Regions from separate parts of the Sus scrofa genome. Here regions 2 and 3 are each linked to region 1. A link is a contact called in public targeted proximity ligation data. All regions are on one chromosome and are shown on one strand. The core of a region is the stretch at or near the end of the contact, and the rest is flanking DNA. Distances in the headings are between cores, read along the strand shown.

Evidence for each region.
Region 2: a contact with region 1 is called in a targeted proximity ligation map of skeletal muscle. A contact is called at or near these places in 10 of 47 Hi-C or Micro-C datasets (embryonic fibroblasts, epiblast stem cells, liver and 3 more) and 1 of 2 datasets of targeted methods (skeletal muscle).
Region 3: a targeted proximity ligation map of skeletal muscle shows a contact between it and region 1. A contact is called at or near these places in 11 of 47 Hi-C or Micro-C datasets (brain, embryonic fibroblasts, epiblast stem cells and 7 more) and 1 of 2 datasets of targeted methods (skeletal muscle).

Annotation. Positions count from the first base shown.
Region 1 is chr5:89,699,036-89,703,834 of Sscrofa11.1, forward strand. All of the region lies in intron 1 of UBE2N (ubiquitin-conjugating enzyme E2 N), which reads left to right. Among named protein-coding and RNA genes, the nearest start is that of NUDT4, 27 kb to the right of the region's middle.
Region 2 is chr5:90,083,753-90,088,551 of Sscrofa11.1, forward strand. LOC102158255 (a long non-coding RNA gene) reads left to right here. Exons shown (of 2, transcript XR_002344326.1): 2 at 4,442-4,605. Among named protein-coding and RNA genes, the nearest start is that of EEA1, 46 kb to the right of the region's middle.
Region 3 is chr5:90,048,704-90,053,502 of Sscrofa11.1, forward strand. No RefSeq gene overlaps it. Among named protein-coding and RNA genes, the nearest start is that of EEA1, 81 kb to the right of the region's middle.

The DNA.
Region 1 (4,799 bases), core at 1,311-3,810:
AGGGCATGATACTCAAATGTCATTGGTGACATTTTTAAAATGTCTACTTACTAATTGAGGGGGAACTCATAGATGCCCTCAGGTGGTTTACAGTTTGTATAATGAAAAATCAACTTGCTTGATTAATAATCCCCTAAAAGGAGCCCCTGTTAGTATTTTAGAATCACTTAAAGATGTAGTAGTAGGTTGGAGTGGACAGAATAGGCATCATTGAGGCACCTCTCAATTTTATGACATTTTTGTGATAATGAAAATCGAGTATAGTCACATCTAGGTGAGATGAGCTAAAAGATCCACAATTGCAGTTTTGTGTTTAGAGAATATTCTGTTGTATTAATTTATTTATTTTGGCTGCACACGGGCACGTGGAAGTTCCCAGATCAAGGATCAAACCGTGGCATAGCAGTGACCCAAGCCACTGCAGTGACAATGCTAGATCCTTAATCCACTGCATCACAGGAGATTTTGTTTTGTTTTCTTTTTTCTTCAGAGAATATTCTGTTATGGGGAGAAAGAAAACCTAATTGCTATAGATAAAATGTGGTGGGGGTATATATAGTGAATAATAGGACAATTTTTTCTCATATGCAGATGAGAACTTTTTTTCCCCTTTGGCCACACCCATGGCAATGAAAGTTCCCAGGCCAAGCCACAGCCACAACTGCAGCAACCCTGGATCCCTAACCCACTGGGCCACATTGGGAACTCCACAAATTATCACTCTTTTTCTAAGGATACTATTTATTATCTAAAATTTTCCTGTACATAATTCATTGCCTTAAAATGTGTACAATTTACAATTTTTCATATTGCACACATTATTATTGAACCTAAAAATGGGAAAACTAGTTAACAGAGTTAGTTGACAGCATGTCAAGTGTTGTAATTTACTGTGGTGTATTTCTGGGATTTTTTTTTTTTTTTTTTTTTTTGTCTTTTTTTTGGTCTTTTTGTCTTTTGTTGTTGTTGTTGTTGTTGTTGTTGCTATCTCTTGGGCCGCTTCCGTGGCATATGGAGGTTCCCAGGCTAGGGGTTGAATCGGAGCTGTAGCCACCGGCCTACGCCAGAGCCACAGCAACGCGGGATCCGAGCCGCGTCTGCAACCTACACCACAGCTCATGGCAACGCCGGATCGTTAACCCACTGAGCAAGGGCAGGGACTGAACCCGCGACCTCATGGTTCCTAGTCGGATTCGTTAACCACTGCGCCACGACGGGAACTCCATGGGATTTTGCTCTTTTGAGTCCCAGTAGATCTGTCCTGATCAGATCAGTTTGATGTGTTTTTTAATTCCTTCTTAAAGTATTTGTAGCATGAACTGCTGTATGCATTCTGTAAGACGAGGTAGTTTCCTTGAGACCTTAATTGTGTTGCCACTTAAATTCATACTCTATTTTTATGTACATCCGTTTCTACTTTTTAGCAACCGATTTCCTAAACATAGTCTACATTACTTTCTCTTTTTTTCGTTTTTCTTTAGGGCTGCACCTCTGGCATATGGAGGTTCCCAGGCTAGGGTTTGAATCAGAGCAGGAGCTGTTGGCCTACACCACAGCCACAGCAACCCCAGATCCTTAACCCACTGATGGAAGCCAGGGATCGAACCTGTGTCCTCATGGTTACTAGTCAGATTCGTTTCTGCTAAGCCGTGATGGGAAACGTATTACCTTTTATTTTGCATGATCTGAGCTAAAATTCTACTTGGGATCCAGTCCCAGGATTGCTTTTAAACAAGTAGGGTCACAAAGTGCAACTAGATGTTAGTTTCTTTTTTTTAGGAACACTTAATAAATCTTGAGATTTGTTACTGTGCTTTGTTCTTACCCTGCATTCTCTTGTAATTGGTTACGTATGACTGTAGTCTTCTCATGTGACTTCATTTGTCAAGTCCTTTTACAGTGTTCTCTCATTTAATTTTCATAGCACCTCTGCACGAGAGGCTAACGATGTGGTTGAGGAAGCTGAGGCGCCGAGCCTTGTAAATTACCTCCTCAGAAATATAGTTAAGCCAACACTGTAGTAACTTTAGCCCAGTACTTCTAGACTTAATACATCACTGTCTACAAAAGAATAGTGTAAAGCTAGAATGTGTTGCACATTTCTCGGTGTGAGTAGTAGCAGGAAGGCTTTTATTTCCTTCCCAGTTTTTGCCTTTGTAGGGGAAAAAATTGACAACGACTTCTATGGAAGGGTTGTTCCATTTGGTTTGGGTTTTATTCTTTTTTTTCCTCCTGTAATTTATGCTATGGGTTTGTTTGGGAAATCAGTGCTCTGTAGTCAGATAATTATGCATCTATTCATTATATCCAAATCCATTAGGACTTGAGACCATGTAAAAACTATTTCAAAAAATTTTCTGTACCTAAGAGCTTATTCTACAGTGTGTTCCGATTACGCCTTATGCTTGATCAGGCCACTTGGTGTGTTTCTTCAATACGTACATTCTTTAGAAAGATTATCTGATTTGGGGAGTGAACTGAAGATGAGGAAATGAATGCCCTGTCTGTCTCTGACAGAGTGACGCTCTGAGAGTGATTTGAAGCTATTTTTGGATGTGATCTTGGAGGCCCTTCTGGCAGCTTTTTATAGCTTTGAATAGAGCTGCTACTATTTTATCTAACTAGGAGTGGTGTTTTGGGGCCCTTGGGCCCCAGCTTTCTCTCTCTCTCTGTTTTTTTTCTTTCTCCCTCCTTCTTTATGGCTTTCTAAAAATATGAGGACTTGGGATAAAACAAAAGAATGGAGGTGCGGAGTCAAAATTCAAGCAGTTTTACTTCTTTTCTCATTCATTTCCTCCTTTTGTTCATCCCGGTCTTCACTTTTCCCCTAAAGGTGAAAACCAGCCTCTTTTGTTCCAGTTACCTGTTGGAGGACTTCCCAAGATGGGAGGCTGCTTTATTGCCTCCTGAGGTCTTTAATGCTCTGGAAATGTTTTTCTTTGAATCTACAGAATATTTTGCTGAAAGTAGTTTTTAGCATTTCAGGATCTGAATTGCCCTTGCATTGCTATGATTAAAACAAAACAAAAATTAGTCTTGAGTTAAAACCATTACTAAAAACATTACTTTAAATGCCTGTGGGTTTAACGCATTTTGGGGAAGGATTAGATTTTGTAGTTCCATCTTATGATTATTTCAGTATATAATTGTGCTGACAGAGAAATTTTTTTTTTTAGTGTATACACTGCAGGCTGTAGAATGAAGTGGTGGAAGGTGTATAATTTTTCTTAAGTAAAAGCAGTGTAAATACATTATTCTCATTCATTATTTGTCATACCTAAAAGCTTAAATACAGAAGTGTTTTAGCTGTTTTTGACTATATGTATTTATTCAAAATGTTGACAATATATTGTTACTAATATGTAAAACTACACTCACTACTGTCAGTTCGTGTATTGAATATTAGCATTTTTCTGGCTAAATTTGTAAACGGAAATTAGATTATATCTTCCCATGCCTGACTGGATCCTTTTGTTTTCTATTGTGATGTCGTTCACGGAATAACCCTGTTTTAACATTAAAGATGAAATTTCTGATCGTTTATACCTTGTTCTTTGTAACATCACGTAGATGGATAATTCAGCAAGTATTTTGCAAACCTCTGTGGCGCTGGGTACTGTGCCAGACGCTGCGGCTGTAGCAGTAAATGAACGCAGGTCTCCCTTTTCCCTCCATTCTGAGCGGAGTGAGTGCCATATGCAGTGTGTTTGGAGGCCCTGGAGATGAAGTAGTGGGGGAGCAGGGATAGAAGGAGGGTGTGGGATAGGCTGGATTGGGGTCTGCATGTTGAATTGTAGAGGCTTCACTGAGAAAATAGATTTGAATGAAGACCCTCAGAGCTGAGGGTTCCAGCTCTGTGGAAAGGGAAGAGGGAACCCTTTGTAAAGCCCCTGAGGGAAGAGGATGCCTGGCAGGCTGAAGGACTACAGAGCAGTTCATCTGGCTGGAAGGTCCGGGTGGAGGTGGGAGACAGGACGAGGAAAGCTGAGCCGAAGGCCTGAGGGATAGGTGGCATGAGGGGGTCATGTGAAGCCTCTTTTTTTGGGGGGGGGAGTGGAATTATACGGTTTTTGCTTTTGAAAAGGTCTGTAGAATAGAGATGGGCATGGCAGTGGGGTGAGGAGTGCAAGGCAGAAGCGGAGAGAACAAGTTGGTTATCTCTTGCCCTTTGCCAGGGGAGAGCCCTTGGTGGCTTGGATCAGAGGTGTAGCAGTGGAGTGATGAGACGTCTGGCCAGTCATGGGTAGATTTGAAGTTCAAGCCAACAGAATGTGCTTATCAGGTTAGATGGGTGGGTTATGAAGGCAATGGTCAACCATTTGACAGGGTGGATTTCTCAGTAACTGACTTGCAGAATGCTTGGGGGGAGGGGCACTTTGAAGGTGTCAAAGATCGTGCTGAGTGGGGGGTGACTATTAGGCGTTTGAGGGGCGCTGTCCCACAGTTACGAATAGAAGAGGCACGCTTGGGGAGAAATCTGTGTCGGATATGTATTTGGGGAGGCTTGGGCACATAGGAAGTGTGTTTACTATTTCAGTTCATTGGATGAGATGAGATCGCTCTGGAAGTGTGTAGGCAGAGAAGACCTTGGATGGAGCCCTGGAGCACCTAAATGCTGGAGTGTTGTGCAAGTAGGGAGGGGTCAGCAGGGAGGCTGCTCCCATGCAAGTAGGAAGAGAATCCCGAGAGTGTGGCTGCAGGAAACTGGATGCAGCCTCACCAGGAGATGGCAGATCAGTTGGGTCAGATATTGCATCGAAGTTGGTTAAGATAAAGCATTAGCCCTTTGATTTAACCAC
Region 2 (4,799 bases), core at 894-3,393, 380 kb after region 1:
ATTACCTTTCTGAGCCTTATATTCACCCTACTACCAGTCTTTGCCATGTGGCAGTCCCTGGGCCAGGTTCAGCCCCAGATTTTCTTTGTGTGGTTCACATAGTATTGAAAACATTTCTTTTAATTAGTTAACACCATTTTTTTAAAAATCAGGAGACTTTGCACAAATCTACTCACTTCTCTTGACAAATGGGACCCAGAAGCATTGTGTGCACTTCCCCATACGGAACAAACCCTTTAACGGTCATGCTTCGCTCCTTGACATGACTGTCTGGCTGTGGCATGGAGCAAACAGTGCTTTCATCATTTAGTTGTTTTGACATCAAAATAAAATAAGGCACTTCCCGTCGTGACGCAGTGGTTAACGAATCCGACTAGGAACCATGAGGTTGCGGGTTCGATCCCTGGCCTTGCTCAGTGGGTTAACGATCCAGTGTTGCTGTGAGCTGTGGTGTAGGCTGGCAGCTACAGCCCTGATTGGACCCCTAGCCTGGGAACCTCATATGCTGCAGGAGCAGCCCAAGAAATGCCAAAAAGCCAAAAAGCAAAAAAAAAAAAAAAAAAAAAAAAAAAAGACAAAATAAAATAAAATGCAAAGTGGCTCCCAGTGAGACGTCTAAGACCTCAGTAATTATTCCTTCTCCATCCTCACTTACTGATAATTAGGCTTGTGGGCTTACATTGACTTTAAGCATTTAAATAGATTTTCTACTTTGAATACCTGGCTGTTGTTTACAGTAGCAACAAAAGAAAGGTTAGAAGTGCATCTGAGATGAAGCAAAGCCTTAGGGAAAAAGAAGCAGACTTCAGAATCTTGAATATGTGCCTGAAATATAAACATTTGTTTTTAAGAGTAAAATCTTAGAGGGTAGCTATGTCTTCAAATGAATCATTTTATCAATGAGGTAGTTCATTGGGAACATAGATGTTTTCCCTACACGGTGCCAAGAAACCTGATTTAATTGATTTTATGATTAAATTGCAGGAGGCGCCTGATTGTTTTTGCAAACTCATTCCTTGCTTTTTATTGATTCGGTTTAAAGTTTGGCCATTGAACATTACAGTAAAGAGATGGATCCACCATGAACTGACAAAGGCAAGGATAGACACCACTTGAAACCACCACACATAAGAAGTTGTATCACAGCTCTTAGGAATTTTTGATTCCAAATTTCCTTGAAAATTTGTACCTGAAGATTAGAGAACTAGGATTATGACTCTCTACCTTGAGGTTCACCCCAGACCATCAACCTCCCTCAACTGTTGTTCATTCAAAAAGGGTTGATGGAATACTACTCAGCCATAAAAAAGAATGACATAATGCCATTTGCAGCAACATGGATGAAACTGAGTGAAATGAGCCAGGAAGACAAAGACAAATACCATATGATATCACTTATAACTGGAATCTAATATCCAGCACAAATGAACATCTCCTCAGAAAAGAAAATCATGGACTTGGAGAAGAGACTTGTGGTTGCCTGATGGGAGGGGGAGGGAGTGGGAGGGATCGGGAGCTTGGGCTTATCAGACACAACCTAGAATAGATCTGCAAGGAGATCCTGCTGAGTAGCACTGAGAACTATGTCTTGATATTCATATTGCAACAGAACAAAGGGTGGGGGAAATATGTATACATGTAAGGATAACTTGATCCCCTTGCTGTACAGTGGGAAAAAAAATAAATTATTTAAAAAAAAAGAAAAAGGGTTGAGAAGTTTTCCCAGAGAACTAGCTTGCTATTTTCCATTTCCTTCCCGGAAGATTTCTTGGCAGATCCAAACCTCGAAGGGGTCTTCTCCCACTTACCAGGCTCCCTTGTGTTTCCCATTCATTCTGCTGTGACAAGTACATATTTCAAAACTCTCAAATGGTTCTTCCTCCCTCTAGTCTTCGCTGAACCCCAAAACCTAGGGTCAGTTTCCAGAATGGTGAGCTCCGTTAAACAGCGGCAGGAAGAACCCCCTCATCCCCTGGGTCTACGGGCATCTTATGCCAGGCTCTAAAGTCCTCATTTCCCAGCATCAAGTGCAGGTGGAATTTGGCAGAGGGCTGCCAATCTCTCCTCAAAGACTTGCAACTACTCCCAGCCTCAGGCTTCTTTTTAAAAAATATACGCAATATTCGCTACTTCTGGGCGCTTCTCTTAGCCTGGCTTCTCTTCTTCGCCTTTGAAAAATAATGTCCCTTCTTTTCCCCAAGGGAGGTCTTTGAATGCTTCTGGCATTTTCCCAGATTGCTTTCATTTTCTTAAACATTGGTTATGAAACAAAATATGTCAAATTTAAATAGCTCATGTGTTGTTACTAAACTGCTTCCCCGCTGGCTTCCTGGCCCCAAGGCAAGTGGAAGCGCGTCTGTTAGTTTTTTGAAGTGAACTAGCACCCTCTGTAGGCCAATTTTTTTATAAGTATGAGAAACCACATCGCTGTTAAATTTCTAATGCTAGGGCCTAAGGCAAAAAAAAAATATCACATCTGTCGAAATTACCAGGCAGCATAAAAGCCATGAATTCATTTCTTTTGTTTTTCTCTTAATGTGCTGGTTGCCTCCCGTTTTTTAGAGCAGTGGAGCTTTAATAGGGGAAGGAATGTTAGGTTAAATAAAGAAATAGTTTCTTTCTCAACCCTGCTTTTTTTCTCTCTCCTCCCCTCCATTTACTTTGAGAAACGCATTCAGCCATATTTATTGACCGTCTGCTGGGTGTCAATCACCATTACAGGTTCTAATCCATAGAGGCCCCTGCTCTTGTGGAGCTTGCATTCTAAGGAGGAGCTAAAGGAGATTAAAGTCTAGATTTTGAAAAGAGATGTTTTTTTTTTCTTTTTTTTTTTTTTAAAGAGAGTGATAAGTACTCTGAGAATAACAAAACAGAATCGTGGCTTAGAGAGTGCTGGAGGCGTCGGGGGTTTTTTTTTTGTTTTTTTTTTTTTTTGTCTTTTGTCTTTTTGTCTGTTGTTGTTGTTGATGTTGTTGTTACTGTTGTTGCTATTTCTTGGGCCGCTCCCGCGGCATATGGAGGTTCCCAGGCTAGGGGTCGAATCAGAGCTGTAGCCACCGGCCTACGCCAGAGCCACAGCAACGCGGGATCCGAGCCGCGTCTGCAACCTACACCACAGCTCACGGCAACGCCGGATCGTTAACCCACTGAGCAAGGGCAGGGACCGAACCCGCAACCTCGCAACCTCATGGTTCCTAGTCGGATTCGTTAACCACTGCGCCACGACGGGAACTCCCAGGCGTCGGGTTTTAAACAGTCATGGAGCCACCAGGAGGAGGTGACTTTGAGCAGATATTTAGATGAAGAGGCAGGTGTATAATCTTGATGAATGTCGCAAATTATGGAGAAAGGCATTGATGAAACTATTCCTCTAGCGCTTTAGTTACTAAGTCTCTGAACTCAGTGGTTTGAGTATTTGTTTATTGAATATCTTCTTCAGGTTTGTTGTATCGCTTTTTTTTTTTTTTTTTTTTTTTTGTCTTTCTCTCTTTTTAGGGCTGCACCCGTGGCATATGGAGGTTCCCAGGCTAGGGGTCTAATCAGAGCTGTACCCACTGGCCTACACCAGAGCCACAGCAACGCCAGATCCGAGCCGAGTCTGCAACCTCCACCACAGCTCACGGCAACACCGGATCCTTAACCCACTGAACGAGGCCAGGGATGGAACTCGCAACCTCATGGTTCCTAGTTGGATTCATTTCTGCTGTGTCACAATGGGAACTCCTGTTGTATAGCTTTTTATTTAGCGTAACACATTGTTGATAACCATAAACAGATTATTCTTATTTATTTTAAATTATAGGATGAACTTAATAATTATGAGCTGTTCTTATCTGCAGTAAGTGAAGCATGGGAGTTAAGAAATAGGATGCACATGCTATTTCACCCTTTGGGGTTTAACCTATGGTCATTTATGCTCTACTCTGGGAGCACTTCCTCAGGGTAACGTCCTGCTAAGACAGGGTAACAATGTTTTTCTGACTTTGAAGAACCCAGGGAATAGGAAAAGCAGCAACCTATTTTTTTTTATTTTATAATGATTTTTATTTTTTCCATTATTGCTGGTTTACAGTGTTCTGTCAATTTTCTACTGTACAGCAAGGTGATCCAGTTACACATACATGTATACATTCTTTTTTTTTCTCACATTCTCATGCTCCATCATAAGTGACTAGATAGAGTTTCCAGTTCTACACAGCAGGCTCTCATTGCTAATCCATTCCAAAGACAATAGTTTGCATCTATTAACCCCACATTCCCAGTCCATCCACTCCTTCCCATCCTCCTTGGCAACCGCAAGTCTATTCTCCAAGTCCATGATTTTCTTTTCTGTAGCAAGTTTCATTTGTGCTGTATATTAGATTCCAGATATAAATGATACCATTTCTCTTTCTGACTTACTTCACTTAAGCAGCAACCTATTAATGGTGATTATTTGCAGGTCTGTTGCAAATTGTGCCTCTCCAATAGTGAAGAATAAAACTCCCCAGCAGAGTGAGAAGCTCCAGCCCCAAAGAAGAGAAGTGACAAAAAGAAGAAAAAAAATTGAGAGGGGAGGTGGAAGAAAACTATCAGACAGAGAATAAAGCCTAAAATGAACTAGCATATTATTTCATTCATTAAATGTCTCGTGGATGCTTGCCAGGTGCCAAGCACTATGATAGGTACTGGGGAGATTACAGTGAACAAGACTTAGTCCTGAATGTCCTGAATTCAAGGTTCAGGAACAGTCCATGCAAAATCTTGTCAAGTCCTTCAAGGGGCTTTCTGTGATGCTACAATGCTCAATCCCACATTCC
Region 3 (4,799 bases), core at 1,043-3,542, 350 kb after region 1:
ATGACTATACATTTGCTAAAATTCAGGCCCAGTAAAAATTGGTGAATTTGGTTCTATATAAATTAATCTCAATAAAACTATAGAAGCTATTAATTCAGGATAAATGCTTGGAATTTATAAAAAGCGGCACATTCTATTCAGCAATATGTTGGCAGTTACAGAGGAAAAGGGAGAAGTTAGTAAGCATTTCCTCTGTTTTACAGAGGAAATAGAATTTTTTGAGGTTCATCCAGGAGAAACTTCCTCTCATAATGGAACCCCCTCAGATATCCGAGGTAATATAGCACCCGGCCTGGGTTACTGTCTGGAAGCTCAGGCTGAAATGCCAGACTAGAAAGAGGTTTCTTATCACCCGCCCAGAAATCTCTGTCTGAGGCCACGGGCTGTGGCTTCCCTGCCTTATCTGGCTAGATAAGCACTCAAGGGCTTTGCCCCCCTGCTCCCGGGAGGCCTGGAGGTGAGAGGCCAGAAAGTGTGGAACAGATCCGTCTCCGGGGCCTGGGTTGGACTCACGGACAGGTAATGTGTCCCCCTAACTGTGGACTTTCTGCCACCTCCAGCCACTTGTGGCGTCTCCACGTGGAACACCACGTTGTGTGAGTCCCTTTGAGGGTTTGTTCTGTCCCTGCACGTTCTCTCCGAGGCGTAGGTGTTCCTTGTGATGCTTATTTTTTGAGGGCATCGACATCCCAAGCCGGGGAGAGCCAGGGCTCTACTGGGAGGGCACGAGGCTTCTCCGAGGACATCCTTCCAAAAGCACATGCCGCTCCGCCTCCTCCACCCCTCGGCCCGGTCCACGCTCTGGTTTCCCAATTCTCCTCCCTTCCAGGGTTCCGTGGGTGGCAGTCTGTCCCAGGAAGGACTGCTGAACAGGAGTTCTCCCTAAAACTCTCCTTATCTGAACCAACATCTGAAAAACTGGCTCCTGGCTTCCTTCCGTGTACGTAGATCCATTCATCACACATTATTAGAATCTAAAAAGACTTTATAGAAAAACCAGACCACTGCTTTCCAAAATGTCTTCCTCAGAGCTGAGAGGTATTAAGAGATGCTCAGTGGAAAAGAGAGTTTATGATCAATGCATTTAGAAAATGCCAATTATGTAAGTCAGCTATAATAAAAATTTTTAAATGTTATATCCAAAAAAAAAAAAAAAAGAAAGGAAAATGCCAATTATACAGGTTTCTAGACACTGGATACCATAAGCAGCCTCAGTGTGCTCACTTGGCTGATGAGCACTATGACTTGAGAGAGGGGTTGGAGGGGGTCGGGAGGGGATGTGAGATGCAGTGTTTGATCAGAGGGACTTCTCTCAGATTGTAGAGCAGCACTGTCATTTAGAAATACCTTGCATATCTGGAGTTACACATATCAATTTTAAATATTCTGGTCGCTAGTTTTTAAAGAAATAGGGGAGCTCCTGTTGTGGCTCAGCAGTAATGAACCCAACTAGTATCCATGAGGACCGGGGTTCAGTCCCTGGCCCCACTCATTAGGTTAAGGATCCAGCGTTATTGTGAGCTGCTGTGTAGATTGCAGACACAGTTTGGATCTGACATTGCTGTGTGTTTCTGGCAGAGGCCAGCAGCTACAGCTCCAATTCAACCCCTAGCCTGGGAATTTCCATTTGTCACAGGAGCCAAAAAAAAAAAAAAAAAGGAAATAGGTTTTGCCTAATTTTTTATATAAAGTTTTTATCTATCATTTTTTAGAGTTTGTTTTTTTTTTTTTTTTGGTGGGGGCACACCTGCAGGATATGGAGGTTATCAGGCTAGGGGTTGAATAGGAGCTGTCGCTGCCAGCCTATGCCACAGCCACAGCGCATCTGAAACTGAGCCTTGTCTCCAACCTATACCACAGCTCATGGCAACACCAGATCCTTAACCCACTGAGCGAGGCCAGAGACCGAACCCGTGTCCTCATGAATACGAGTCCGATTCGTTTCTGCTGAGCCAAGAAAGGAACTCCTAAAGATGTTTTAGGTTCACAGCAAAATTGAGCAGAAACTACTGAGAATTCCCCTCTGCCTCCTATCCCCACAGCAATCACAGCCTTCCGTAATATCCTAATTTTAATAATATTTTATTTCCCTCAATTATAAAAGTATTATGATTTCAACATTAATCAAGGTAAAACTATTAATGAGATCCTACCTTAGTTTTTACATTCTAAATTGGCTGCTTTCCAAGTGCTTGACAGCCACACCTAGCTCGTGGCTACACTCAGAGCAGAAGGGGTCAAGGGTCCCAAGAGACGTGGTTTAGGAAATGCTGATCTGGCCACACCCACCCGTACAGATAAAGCTGAAGAGCCCCGAGGTTTGAAGTGGCTTTCCTAAGTCTCAGACCCAATTAGTGTCGGAGATGAGATCAGCACACAGGTTCCTGACCTTCGCCTCACCCTCAGGGGCAGTTCTTTCCTCCACTTCGTGACTCAAACACAAATCTTCTCCTTTGTAGGAGGCAGAATTCCAACTTCCTTTCTTTGCTCTGCAATGGAACAGCCCCCTGTTCCTTCGGAAGTAAAGTGGATGGGTCTTAGTCTAGGGACAGAGAGGGTCTGAGTCCACGATGATTATCCACATGCTCCTGGTTCCTCTCAGAATCTCGGCACTGTCACTTCTTAGTGTTGTACAGTATCCATTCTCACTCACATCAGGGGCTCTTTCAGACCGTAGTGCACTAGGATCCCTCACCTTGGGTCACAGTAGTGGCCCCTGGGTACTGGGGCCCTGGAGTGAGGACGGTGGAAGGAGGCTTCCATTCTTCATTGATTCAGCAAATGTTTATTGAACACCTATCACATTCCAGGCCCTGTTCTTGGTGCTGCATATACATCAATGGACAAACCAAGTCCTTGGCCTCTGGAGTTTAGATTCTAGTGGTACAAAACAGACAAAACAAATATGTAAATATATGGCACCTTAGAGGGGAATTATGTTTTTGAAAGAAGATAAAATAAAATAAGGGGAAAGGGAAGTAAGAAATAGAGGTAGGCTGGACAATGAGGGATTTTTTTTTTTTTTTTGACTCTCTAATCATGGTGGTTATAGATGAAAGGGGGAATGGATTTAAGGAAACATTCTTCTTAGTTTATATTATTAATGTATGTTTAAATGCCTTTGACATTTGTGGACATGCAGATCCTCTAAAGGAAATAATGAGACTACCTATTAACAACTAAATCTTACTGTGTAGCACTGGGAACTATATCTAGTCACTTATGATGGAGCATGATAATGTGAGAAAAAAGAATCTATACATGTATGTGTAACTGGGTCACCATGCTGTACAATATAAAATTGACAGAACACTGTAAACCAGCTATAATGGAAAAAAAATTAAAATCACTATATAAAAAAACAAACAACAAAAGCACATTCTATTCAGTAGGCACTGTGTTGAGCACATGATACAGTTTTAACAGTTTAATGAGAAAGCAAGGGTCTTTGCTTAGTATTCATTCTCTAAATTTCTGTAGTTAAGAAGTGTCATGAGGAGTTCCCGTCGTGGCGCAGTGGTTAACGAATCCGACTAGGAACCATGAGGTTGTGGGTTCGATCCCTGCCCTTGCTCAGTGGGTTAACGATCGGCGTTGCCGTGAGCTGTGGTGTAGGTTGCAGACGCGGCTCGGATCCTGCGTTGCTGTGGCTCTGGCGTAGGCCGGTGGCTACAGCTCCGATTCAACCCCTAGCCTGGGAACCTCCATATGCCGTGGGAGCAGCCCAAGAAATAGCAACAACAACAACAAAAAGACAAAAGACAAAAAAATTAAAAAAAAAAAGAAGTGTCATGAAAGCAAAAATTGTCATAAAGAGCTGGTCATTTATCAAAATCAGTTTTCATTCAAATATCGCTGCCTACTTTATTCTAGCATCGATGCTGGCCAGTGGGTCAGTCACCTTGGTCGGTCAGAGCCTCAGTGTCAGATATTTACCACATGAGACTGACTATACGATGAAACTACAAAGCAGATGAATTGCAAACGGAAAAAGTTCAATTTTGTCAAACATTGAAGATTTCGTGAAACTGATGAAAGTAATACAAGAGAAGTACGGGAATGACTTGCCAAGCCATTGGCAAATGTGAATTTGGCCTGATCTGTGCTTTAAAAGGGAAGATTCAACACTGAAGGAACAGCAAAGTTCTCTGAAAACCCCTTAAGCCCCAGCATAGTTTTGCAAAATGAATATCCTGTTAATGTTGCCTTGAAGGTCAAATAGAAAATGAAGGATGTATAATGTGATCACACAAATTTATTTGAAAATGTTAACAAAACCTCCTAATTTATTCGTCGTTTTTATGAAAATATCTGGACTTGAAACTTTAAATTTGGTTAAATGTAAGACAGTTTTGTAATTTGTATAATTTACAGTTCATTTTTCAAGGAAATGCTCTCATACTACCTATTTTTTCAATGACGTTTTGGGGCATTCATTGTCAGTGGCGTTTTCCAGGTACCAGTTACCCTTGGACAATATGAAACACTCTGCAAGTGCTGTTAATATCTCTATTTTTCAGGCAAAGAAACCCAGATGTGAAGAATGTTCGTCATTTTCTCAAGGTCACATAGATTGGAAAGGTAGAGTCTCCTAGAAACCCAGCTGAGCTGAATCCAGCCCACCTCTCCACTACACAACACTGCCTCCTAGAGGGGTTGTGTTGGTTTAGCTTATTCTCGACAAAACTCAACCTGAAAGCCTTGCATAAAAAGATGTTTAGTAAGTACCCGTGTCTTGTGGACCTCACAGGTAGGAAGGATTCTGCTTTCAAGATTTCATCTCAAGGTGCTTTTGAGCA